2 separate regions of the Rattus norvegicus genome follow, and region 2 is linked to region 1. Evidence: chromatin contacts called from public Hi-C data. All regions are on one chromosome and are shown on one strand. Each heading gives the region's core, a stretch centred on a gene start, on an enhancer-like site or on the middle of the called end of the contact. The rest is flanking DNA. Distances are from core to core; before and after follow the strand shown. Region 1 holds the start of Ppp1r2 (protein phosphatase 1, regulatory (inhibitor) subunit 2). Region 2 holds the start of Lsg1 (large 60S subunit nuclear export GTPase 1).

Region 1 (5,427 bases), core at 2,344-4,843:
CGTAGAAGCTGTCCTGGTCACTCCCAAGCTTCTGCCACACCATCTTTGAAGAGCAACAGAAGAGAGTTCTAGGGACGCACATCAAAGCTACTTTTCAAGCAGAGAATAATTCATCTTTGTTCTTAGCACCCTTTGGGGCTCGGTCTCCCTTTCTAAGACTTTTTGTATTTTGATCAGATAATGTTGCCCCTGCAAAATCTGTGATCTTCCTGCCCAGGGAGGAATTACCTGAAAAGGACACTCTGCTATTCTGGCTATTCTGCTGATTCGGTGGGCATTAAGTCATAACCTCTGGGTATTTTCCGGAGGTTGGGGTGGGGCACGCTCATGAGGTAGAGAGAGAGCTAGCTTAGCCTTGCAGGACGGACCCAGCTGCTGAAGCCACTACCAGCTCTGGAATTTAGAATCCTGCTCTGGGTGGGAACTCTAACAGTCAGTCAGTCCACCCACAGAGGGACAGAAAGACAACTGACTAAGCCGCATGCTAAGGGTGCATTAAAAGCATCTCTCTTCCTGTTCCATATGCTGCACTGGGTCAGGCAATCACCACAAAATGTTCAAACACAGGTGGGGACCGGAGAGGTGGCTCAGTGGTTAGAGCACTGACTGCTCTTCCAGAGGTCCTGAGTTCAATTCCCAGCAAGCACATGGAGGCTCACAGCCATCTACAGTGAGGTCTGATGCCTGCCTGGGCAGATAGAGCACTCATATACCTCAAATAAATAAAAAATAAATCTTGAAAGAACGCCTGGCAGACCATTTTGTTCAATGTTCATTCTTCAATTACATTTGTGTGTGTGAGTGCGTGCATGTACACGTGTAGAGGTCATAGAGGTTCTCTCCTTTTACTGTGTGGGTCCTAGGGATCCACCTCTGGTCAGTTTTGACAGCAGACACTCTGCCTCGCTGAACCATCTCACCTGCCCTAATTTCTTTTAAAATGATGCTCGTGATTTGCCTTGAGTTTAAAAGCTACTTTCAGAAACAGAATCCAAACTGGAAGATTCCATCTCGAAGCGGTCACTCTGGAAACGTGGCACCCGCGTGATCAAAGGTGGTGCTTGCGCTGTTTGCTCCAGGAGACCTCCTCCCTCCCGAGGCCAGCCTCACAGAGGGATGGGGAGAGAGCTTCTGTTTGGAGGCAGTTAGAGATCTTCTGGCTACATTGAGGTATAAAGTGAGTCGATTATTCTAAATTGCGAGGATAACCTGATTGGTACTCAAAAGCTTGCAGCCAAACTCCCATGCTGGTTTCTTTTCTTTTCTTTTCTTTTCTTTTTTTTTTTGGTTCTTTTTTTTCGGAGCTGGGGACCGAACCCAGGGCCTTGTGCTTCCTAGGCAAGCGCTCTACCACTGAGCTAAATCCCCAACCCCCCCATGCTGGTTTCTAAGGAATTTTCCTCTCTATTCACTTTTTATAGAATCAAGCATAGAAAAGAATGAAGCAAAAGTCTAACTTTGATGAGGGAAACATTTTCCAAGGCTTCTCAGAGAAACAACCTTCTAACCCAGCGTCTTTCAGCTTCCTGTAATAAAACACATTATGTCATGCTGTGGCCTCAACGTTCATTAGAAGGCTCCCTTTCGCCAAGCAAGGCGGTGCTCAATTATGAGCCCAGTCACAGCTCAGTTTGGCCAAGCAGGAACAAAGCGAGTGACCCAGTAATTATCAACATGAAGGAAAGTCTTGTGTCTTCTCTTCAAAACAAGATTATCGTTGCTGAGCTAGGCTCTGACAGGAAGCAGAGTGAGAAGAGGCAGCTTGTTGATTCCCTGGGCTCCCATGCCTCTGGTTTAGACCTGGCGGCCAGGTTCTAACAGGATCTACTGGAAGGTCCCAGCCAAGGAGGGAGGATGAAACATTTGACTGGGAACAGAGGTGGGCCCCAAGCCAAGGACGTGGCTCTATAGCTTTGCCTCAGAAATCCCAGGAGAGCACATTCAGCAAGATGAGCTGCAAAGCTGCTTCCCTTCTCACCTTCCTGTGCACTTCCCCTCCATTACCTCCACCAGCATCCTGTCCCTTAGTGAGGCTTTCCTCTGGCAGGAACTCAGCCAGGGGCCAGTCTGGAAAATCTGACCGTTTCAGGAAACCGGACGCTGTTCCCAGGAACAGAGCCCTAAAGACACCAAACAGTATTGTCTGCTAGGCACCGAGGCAGAAGACTCTTATTTGAGTGAGATTACTGCTTAAAAATAGTTGCACTTTGCCTTCCTCTCCCCAGCAAACAAGTTGCTGGGAATCTCCTCCATCTAGGCTTCCTGAGTCAGAGCCCGGGAAGGGAGGAAGTTCTGGCATCGCTGTGGCTGGATAACCCTTTCATGGTATGGGTGGGTATCCCTGTGACAATCTTCTTACCAGACACCTAGCTGTCTAAGGTCCCAGAGGACTGGGGTCGATCCGATGGCAATGGCATTCCCATGTGCCGTAGTCTGCTCTGGCCTGTCATAGGTTTCTGAGAGGTCTGATCAGGACAGAGTAGTGGAACAAACACAACTGTGTGACGGACTTGAAGGCTGAAGGAGGTGGGACAACGAAGTTTCACACCCGAGAAACTTTAAGCAACAGAAAATGTACTGGGGGCTTGAATTCCCAAATTGAGAGCAGGGGACTTGGCTCCCTCTAAGAGCACTGAGAATTTGGATCTGTTGAAAATGGCTCCCCGGACTTTTGATGTCTTGTTGATCCTTGGTTTGTAGGGGCACCACTCCGGTCCTCCAGTGCCACACCGACTTTGCCTTGTGGCCATCATATACTATGGATGGACTGTGTGGAAGTGGTGGCTCTTTTCTGTCCGTCTGCTTCTCCAATGGTAAGAAGAGGTTCTATTATCCCAAGGCAGGCTTTTTTGTGATATCACAAAAATGACTATTCTGTGGCTTCATAATAGATCTTTGAGGACCATTCCAATACTGGTATTCTATGATTTTATAGTAGGAAGTTAAATCGCGAAGGACTGGGTGTGGTGGCACAGACCTTTAGCACTCAGGAGGCAGAGGCAGGTCGATCTCTGTGAGTTCGAAACTAGCTTGGTCTGCATAGAAAGACCTGTCTCAAATAAAAAAAGAAAGAAAAGAAAAGAAAAGAAAAGGAAAAAGAAGATGATTACAAAGATTAAATAGAAACGGGAGCTATATCGTTCAGTCAGCTAACATCTCTTATCTTTGTGGAGTGAGTCACCCGTGAGCCTCAGTTTTCTGTCATAAGACAGAAATAGCAACAAGGTTTCATACGGCGATGGGAGAGTGCTAGGAAGTAGATCTCTAAGGCAGACAGCGGGTCTCTCACTGACACGATTGCTGGGTCAGGACTCAGCTGACCTAACACAGAGGAGGGGCGGGGCGGGCGGGCGGGCGGGAAGGGGCGGGGCAAGAAGGCCGGCTTTGTTCTCGCCCCGCCCCGCTCTAGATATCGCGAGAGGGCGGGCCGGGCTTGGCTTTGGCATCCGCGTCGCTCCCGCGCTGGGCCACTAGGCCGGCCTCCTCCGCGGGCCGCGGGCTGCTTTGCCGGCGGCGAAGGGCCGCCAGCCGCGCGGCGTCAGCTGTGGCGTTGCGGTCATTGTGTCGTGCGGGAGACGCTGGTAGTGGTTTCCGCGACAGCAGGTGCGACTGCTTTAGCCCGGCCTGGGCTCCACGGCTGCCTGGAGGGTCTCTGCAGTGCCCACCCCTTCTCCTCCGGGACCCCACGCCAGCAGCGACCCTGAGCCAGCAGCCGGAGCGACCGGCAATGGCGGCCTCGACGGCCTCGCACCGGCCCATCAAGGGAATCCTGAAGAACAAGACCTCTACGACTTCCTCGGTGGTGGCCTCGGCCGAACAGCCCCGCCGGACCGTCGAAGAGGAGCTGAGGTGAGAGCCGGGAGGCCGGCCTGGAAGCCTCGCCTTCCCGGCTGACAGGCGGCTACGGGGAGCCGGCCTTAGCCTTGCCCCTCCGGCCGCGGGGTGGAGTGGGACCGGAGCCGCCAGAGGCGGTGGCGTTTGTCTCGTTTATTTTCTAAGTACACGCACATTTTAAGCCTGGCTTTTGAACTTCGTGTCCTTCGGAACGCTAAGGAATCAGATTGAAGTTTCAAAGCTTTAACTGTTAAGCTTTTATTATGCCCCTAGCCTAAGCCAAGGTAGCTAAAATTCTAAGGCAAAGGAGTTTCTTTTTTGCCCTTCAATTTCAATCTAGGTTCAGGCTAATGAGATCAACACTTTAAAAAAAACAACCAGAAGCACAAACACATTTATTTCTCCATTAAGCACTTTACTGCGTTCGTCTCTCAGTTCCTGGTCTGTCATTATCTCTGCACTAAATGAAACCAAAATTTTAAAATCAGTCATCTGCATTTAATGGAAAGTTACTGTTGCTAAATATTTTTGTACCTGGAGCTAGAGGTTTGGGTGCTTTCTATCTAGTTTTGGGTCCTGTTTTGCATATCTAAACGCAGTTCTTCAGAGAGAAGCAACTTGAGATATTGACGTAAAGCATTGTGTGTATTAGTAAATACCTGGAAACCGCCCAAGGTCCATTAGTGAGAACTGGTGAAATATTAATTATGGTACATTTGTATAATGGAAAGATATTCCAGCCTGAAAAAACAGAGAGGTGTTCTGGCTACAGAGAAAACTACCCAGGCTTCAGTGCTCAATGAAAATAGTGTGACAGTAGTACAGCGTCTAGGGTATAACTAATTATACCACCGGGTCAGACTCTAAGGGGGCCTCGAATAGTCTAAGTTACTAAAATTATAATAGGAACTCTTGCATTCAGAAACAAGGCTTAAGAAAGATTACTGAAGTCCGTGGAGGTAGCAGTGAGAATGCTGTGAAGTCTTAGACTTTTAGAAGTAGGGCACTCCTATATTAAGGATCTAATTTGGAATTTTTAGAGTAACTAGCTGGAAACAATTTTATGGGAAATTTGGAGAAAACCCCTTTTGTGGATTCAACTTAGAATTGTGTCCCGCAGAGACAGGGAAAGGATTTAGCATTGTCCAGCAACACCACCTCCCCCCATTCTTTGAGTTTGAAGAGAACTGCGTGCCTTCATAGTTTTCCAAGCTGTACTTGGAATAAGCTGCTTTAAAGTGCTTTGACAGGTTGTGGGTCATGGGAAAACTGAATGCCACAGCATAGTAGCAGGAAGTCCAGAAGGCACTCGCTCACCACAGCTTGACTGTCAAGCAGCAGGATAGGTCCTCATTGACTTGTCCAACTATCAAATATCTCAGTTCTCAGCACCCTTAACTCACATCCTCAGATTTGATGCTCTATGATCTAGAGCACTGTTCTATCAGTTAGATCTCTGACTCCCATGCTTGCCCAAGATTTACCCCCCACCCCCCATACCACTAAATGAGACTGACTCCACTAGATAAATTGCTCCTTCTGAAAGAGTTCCTGGCAGGACAGATTCACTTAAAAAGGATTTTATAAGCTAGT
Region 2 (5,594 bases), core at 2,262-4,761, 670 kb after region 1:
GGAAAATGTCAGCCACTGACACATTTTTTGGGCAAGGAGGTGATAAAGCCAAAATAGAGGCCAATCTGCTTTTCTTCTCCCTCCCCTGACAGATGAGGAGCCCTGGAACTGGACTGATGAAACACAATCCCAAGATTTGTTCCCGGGTGTGGGTATCGGGGCTTGGAACTACAGTTGTTTGGACAAGGTAAGTCACCTATTATGCAACACCGTGGATGAGGTGCACTCCCTGTGCTGCTCTCTGGAAGGCGGATACAGGCTTCCAACCCCCAAACCAATGCAGACTTCCCCAAGAATCAGTTTCTCAGGCAATCCTGGTTTCCATGGAAGAGCTTAGCTCTGGGAACTGGGAGTTTTCAGGTGGGGGTCTTGTAGATGAGCTTTTCTGATGGCATGACAAAGCAGTGGTGGGAATTTGGCCGAGCGAGGTTGTTCCCCAAAGTGTGTGGGTGGAATAGCTCCTGCAGTCAGAGGGCAGGGACCTGGCTGATTCATCCATGCATCCCTCTCCTTCTGGCGGCATCCAGCCCTTTATTCAATCCTTCATCACCATGATCCTCACTTGCACTCCACTCTTTCGAATCTGGGTCCTATGCTCTTGCCTCATCAGCACCCTCAATTGCTTACCTCTTTGCCCTTCTCCATGAGCAATTATGTAGCTGGGCTCTCACGTCTATTGCTCAGTTGGGGTGTGTGTATGTGGGGTGGGGCAGAGGATATTCAAATGTGCCAAATGGGTATCTCCACGTACTATCGGACAATGATCTTCCAGAACTATTTTGTTTGTTTCATTTGCAGGACAAAAATTATATTGAACATTCCATTTGCTTTGTTCTGAAACAGGGTCTTATGATGTAGTTCTAGCTGGCCTGGAGTTCTCTATGCAGAGCAGGCTATACTCAAACTCACTAAGACTGGCTTTTGCTTGCCTCCCGAAGGGATTAAAGGCATGCACCACATTAAAGGCATGACCATTACTCTTATTCCTATTAGCCATATAAGAAAACTGAAGACTCACTTCTTTGAGTATTGTGTTGTGAGCAAATCTTAAAATAGACTGTGCCTTACTTGGCAGCTTGGAATAGTTACTGTTAATTAATCTTACCATGTTGATGCTCTTTTCACACTCCCCAACCAATATCGATTAAATTTTCACTCTGGGCCATGTGGTGGTGGTGTACACCTTAATCCCAGCATCTGAGGCGAGGCTGTCCTGGTCTACAGAGTTCCAGAACAGCTAGAACTACACAGAGAAACCCTGTGTGTTTGTGTGGTGAGTCTGTCTTAAAACAAACAAGCTAACCAACCAACCAACCAACCAACCAACCAACCAACCAACCAAGAGTGTTTTTCAAAGCCTTGGAAAACGGAACTAGGGTGAAGCCTTGAGTTATTGGTTGAAATCTAGTAATCAGATGGCCATTTTCTCTACACTGTCTGTTGTCCTTGCCTTCATTAAAATGCACAACTCTCTTCATTTCTTTGAGTTAGGGTTATCTTTAACAATGCCAGATGCTCTCTCTAATGTTATTTGTGTGCTTCTCTCTATCTTCCCCCTGGAGATTGTGTTCAGAGATTTATACGGTCATGCTTCTAAGTTGGGAAATGGAGAAGTCCTGTTCTCTTACATCCCTTCTCAGTGTTTTGTGAGCACTGTCTCCTCAAAGCCTTTCCAGCTACCACCAACTTTGTCAATCCTTTGGGAGCTCCACAAAATCCACTCCAGTTAAGCAAGAGTCTAGTGGAGGTAAGGCACACAAAAAGGAAGTGGCAAAGATCAGAAATGGGTGAGCACTGTGGTCCTAGTTCTGCCAGCTGCTAACTTGCTATGGCCGACCTCTAGCTAATCCACTGCAGTATCTTCATCTACACCAGAAAGGAATGGGCTACTCTTGCTACTTGTTACCTGGAAACTTGTTAAACACACACACACAACACACACACACACACACACACACACAGAGAGAGAGAGAGACAGACAGACAGACAGACAGACAGACACATCATAATCACAACTTATGAATCAGTCTGTTAAGCTTATTCCTAGGAAATTTCTGTACACATTAAAGCTAGAAAAGTACCAGACTAGGTGCCTTCCTGATGTTTTTCTTAATTGTTTTAACTGACAAGTAAAAATTGTGTGTATATATGTGTGTGTATTTGTGCATACATATGTATATATGTGTATACATATATGTGCATGTGCATATATATATTTATGTGCCACCTAGTTATATTTTAGCGTTATACATAGATTAATCAAACAAGTTAGCAACAATGACTTCTAAAATACATGTTGACCGAGTCCTCTCAATAATACGGAAGAGTAACAAGACTCATGTTCCATTCCCGACATTGCCTATCTTTGATCTATAGCTGGTCGATTCCTGACACTGCCTATCTTAGATTTATAGCCAGTCGATTCCTGACATTGCCTATCTTTGACCTATAGCCGGTCAATTCCAGACACTGCCTATCTTTGACCTATAGCCGGTCAATTCCAGACACTGCCTATCTTTGATCTATAGCCGGTAAAAACTCCTTCCACGGCTGAGCAGCATGTTACAGTGGTCTCCCCAGTAATGAGAATGTTATTCAGCACCAACTACTATACACTTATTTCTTTTTTAGACAGGGTCTCACTGTGTAGCCCTGACTGTCCTGGAGCTCTCTTTGTGAAGATTCCGTGTCCCAAGTGCTAGGATTAAAGATGTGTGTCACCATGCCAGACTTTTTATATACACATTACGAGGAAAGCTGACGATCGGTTGGGGCACTAAATATCTATTAGTGAAGACAGCTCACTAAAGACAGCTTTAATTTTAATTATAAAAAATGTTGATACAATGCTTAATATCTCTCTCTCTCTCTCTCTCTCTCTCTCTCTCTCTCTCTCTCTCTCTCTCTCTCTCTCTCTCTTCCCTCGCTCTCTTCCTCCCTCTCTACCTCCCTCCCTTCCCCTAAAAGCGCCGGCTTTTGTTCTCAACTTTCAAGTTCTGAAAATGATACCCATTCTAAACTCTCAACCATGTGTGAACTTTTCTCCCCGCTCCGCAACTACAGAATGCTAGGAAAACAAAAACTGAGCTGAAAAACCAGCATCAGGAAACTTCTGCCACCTAGAGCCACAGAAACACCCCTTCACCCGAGGGCCCTCCTCCCGTCGAAAGTGCTGCGAACGTGAGCGGTCATATTTTCCAGTTGGCCCAATTTCCCGCCGGACTTTAAACAGTGACGTACAAGTCTGGAATGTACCATTCTCTTAAGTCGGTCAATCTATCAAAAGGGGAACAGTCGAAGGAGTAGCCATAAGGAATCCTCCCGATCGATTTTTACATTTCTTCTCTATAGTACTGTTAAACTCTGGCTCTACCAAAATCATCCTGAAGCAAGTCATTCAATACCCTGCAGCTTCACTTCGGAACTGTACTACTTAGACTCGCTCTTACGTCACTTCCTGGTTCACAGCCAGGGAAACCGGAAGCCTCACGCGCTGAGAAGTGGTTCGTGCTGCTGATACGCTGTTATGGGCCGGAGAAGAGCGCCGGGTGGTGGGTCACTGGGTCGGGTACTTATCCGGCATCAGACTCAACGAAGCCGCAGTCACCGTCATACTGACTCCTGGGTAAGAACGTCCGTGCTCTCCATATTCTTCCCGTCTCGTTCTGAGAGCCTCCATGCTACAAAAGTTGTAGCTAGAAGTCACGCCTGAACAGGAATTCGAAGCAGACACCGACAAGGCGCAGGGCGCAGAGAGGCTTTAAAACAGAGCTAGTGTGTAATAAAGTAGGAGTGAAAACATGAAGAGCCTTTCATGTTAGAATGTTTCCCTGTGTTTGGCTTTTGCCCTAGATGCCATGGACGCTCTTGGAAATTTCTATAAAGAAAATTACGTGTTATCGTAAAATTTTGAAACAGAGTGTCCGTATGCAGCGAAGAGTGGCCCAGAACTGCCTTCCTCCTGCCTGTGCCTGGAGAGTCCTGGATTTACAAGCCGTGGCTACCACGCTTGGATCTTTAAACTGAGATTTTTAGTTATCCAGAGAATCGATCCAATGGAAGTGATTGGTTCCATCAGAAGAACAAATAAATCCGATCCCTGCTTTCCCTTGTTTTGCCCCCTTGGAGTTTATCTTAAGGAATTGACATTGTCTCTAGAAGCTTAGGAAAGATCGTAGTAGGAGCCTTAAGAAGTAAATGAAATAGAGAAATTAATTCTAGCAGAGTATTTGAGGGCATTCTGAGTCCTCACTAAGGTCTTGTACTGAAGTTGTTTGTCCCTGGTACATGTCCATCACACCGTCCCATTTCCAAACAGATACTGTGAGGAATACACGCATGCTTCTCAGTGTTCAAGTCTGGACATTGATGACTAATCCTCTCACCTGGTTTTGTGGTGACCTATCAATGTACTAACCTTTGGGAAATAGTGGAGAGGTTTAATTTTAATCTAAAGAAATCCCCTAGGAAGCGCAAGGCCCTGGGTTCGGTCCCCAGCTCCGAAAAAAAGAACCAAAAAAAAAAGAAATCCTAACTTGTATCCTGATTTTTGTTAATTCTAAGCTTTCAATCCTTAATTTCGTTTTTAAAAAACTATGTTTGACCCATATAAGCATATAACTTAGGGTGGTGTATATCAAACTCTGGGTTTACAACTATAGGCAAATTATTTTACCTATTTAAACCTGTTTTCTTGATGGTAAAATGAGAACACAATAAAATTCGTTTCAAAAGAGTCAGAAAATAAAATTATAGGATAAAAGGGAAATGCTCTTGCTGAGATAAGAAAGTGTTCATTTAAATATTTGATCTTGGGTTTTTGTACTGCCGGATATCAACACCATTGACAGCAACAGGCAAGTATTTTGCTGAGCTGGGCCCCCCTCTTAGCTAGCGTTAGGTATTGGTAGTATACATTTAGAAGAGTCAACCACCTTGAGAACATAGACCAGTAAAAGCAAAGGTAGAGCCTGTGGATGCCAGGCGCAGGAGAGAGCTGCCTCACTCTTTGCTCTGTTTTATTCGTAGCTGCATACGAGTGAACTCAATGATGGTTATGATTGGGGACGTCTGAATCTTCAGTCAGTGACGGAACAGAGCTCCCTCGAGGACTTTCTTGCAACTGCAGAACTTGCAGGGACGGAGTTCGTGGCTGGTGAGTTGTTTATTACCTGGTGCCTGTGACACTGGCCACACCGCCATCTTGCTCACTTCAAATGAATCCAAAAAGCAGTATGGGGCGGTCCCATGGGTGTAAGGTAAAGTCAACACTGGTTTTTAAATTCACCTCTAAAGAACACTTCAGATGTCAGGCATGGTGGTGCATGCCTTTAATCCCAGCACTCTGGAAGCAGAAGCAGATGGATGGATCCTCTGTGAGTTCCAGACCAGCCAAGGTTACATTACATAGTGAGACCCCGGCTCAAACACAGAACAAATACCACTTCAGATTGTAATTCACCATTGAGTTCAAAACATCCTTGCTGCTGTCTGGAACCTTGTGTTGTAAGTGCGTGCACTCAGTCACTGACAGATACTATTATGTATTTCTCTTACTATTACAGATGTTGTGCTCCTTAGAAAGTCATTCGTTT

What was found. Hi-C and Micro-C count contacts between places; a contact is called where the count stands out from the background.
Region 2: a contact with region 1 is called in a Hi-C map of hepatocytes, with 2.1 times the contacts expected there. The contact joins the promoter of Lsg1 here to the promoter of Ppp1r2 in region 1. A contact is called at or near these places in 2 of 12 Hi-C or Micro-C datasets (hepatocytes and mammary epithelial cells).

What each region holds. Positions count from the first base shown.
Region 1 is chr11:82,974,041-82,979,467 of GRCr8, forward strand. Ppp1r2 (protein phosphatase 1, regulatory (inhibitor) subunit 2) reads left to right here and starts at 3,594. Exons shown (of 6, transcript NM_138823.3): 1 at 3,594-3,849. The coding sequence starts at 3,728.
Region 2 is chr11:83,645,299-83,650,892 of GRCr8, forward strand. Lsg1 (large 60S subunit nuclear export GTPase 1) reads left to right here and starts at 3,512. Exons shown (of 14, transcript NM_001013421.1): 1 at 3,512-3,625; 2 at 5,029-5,155. The coding sequence starts at 3,527.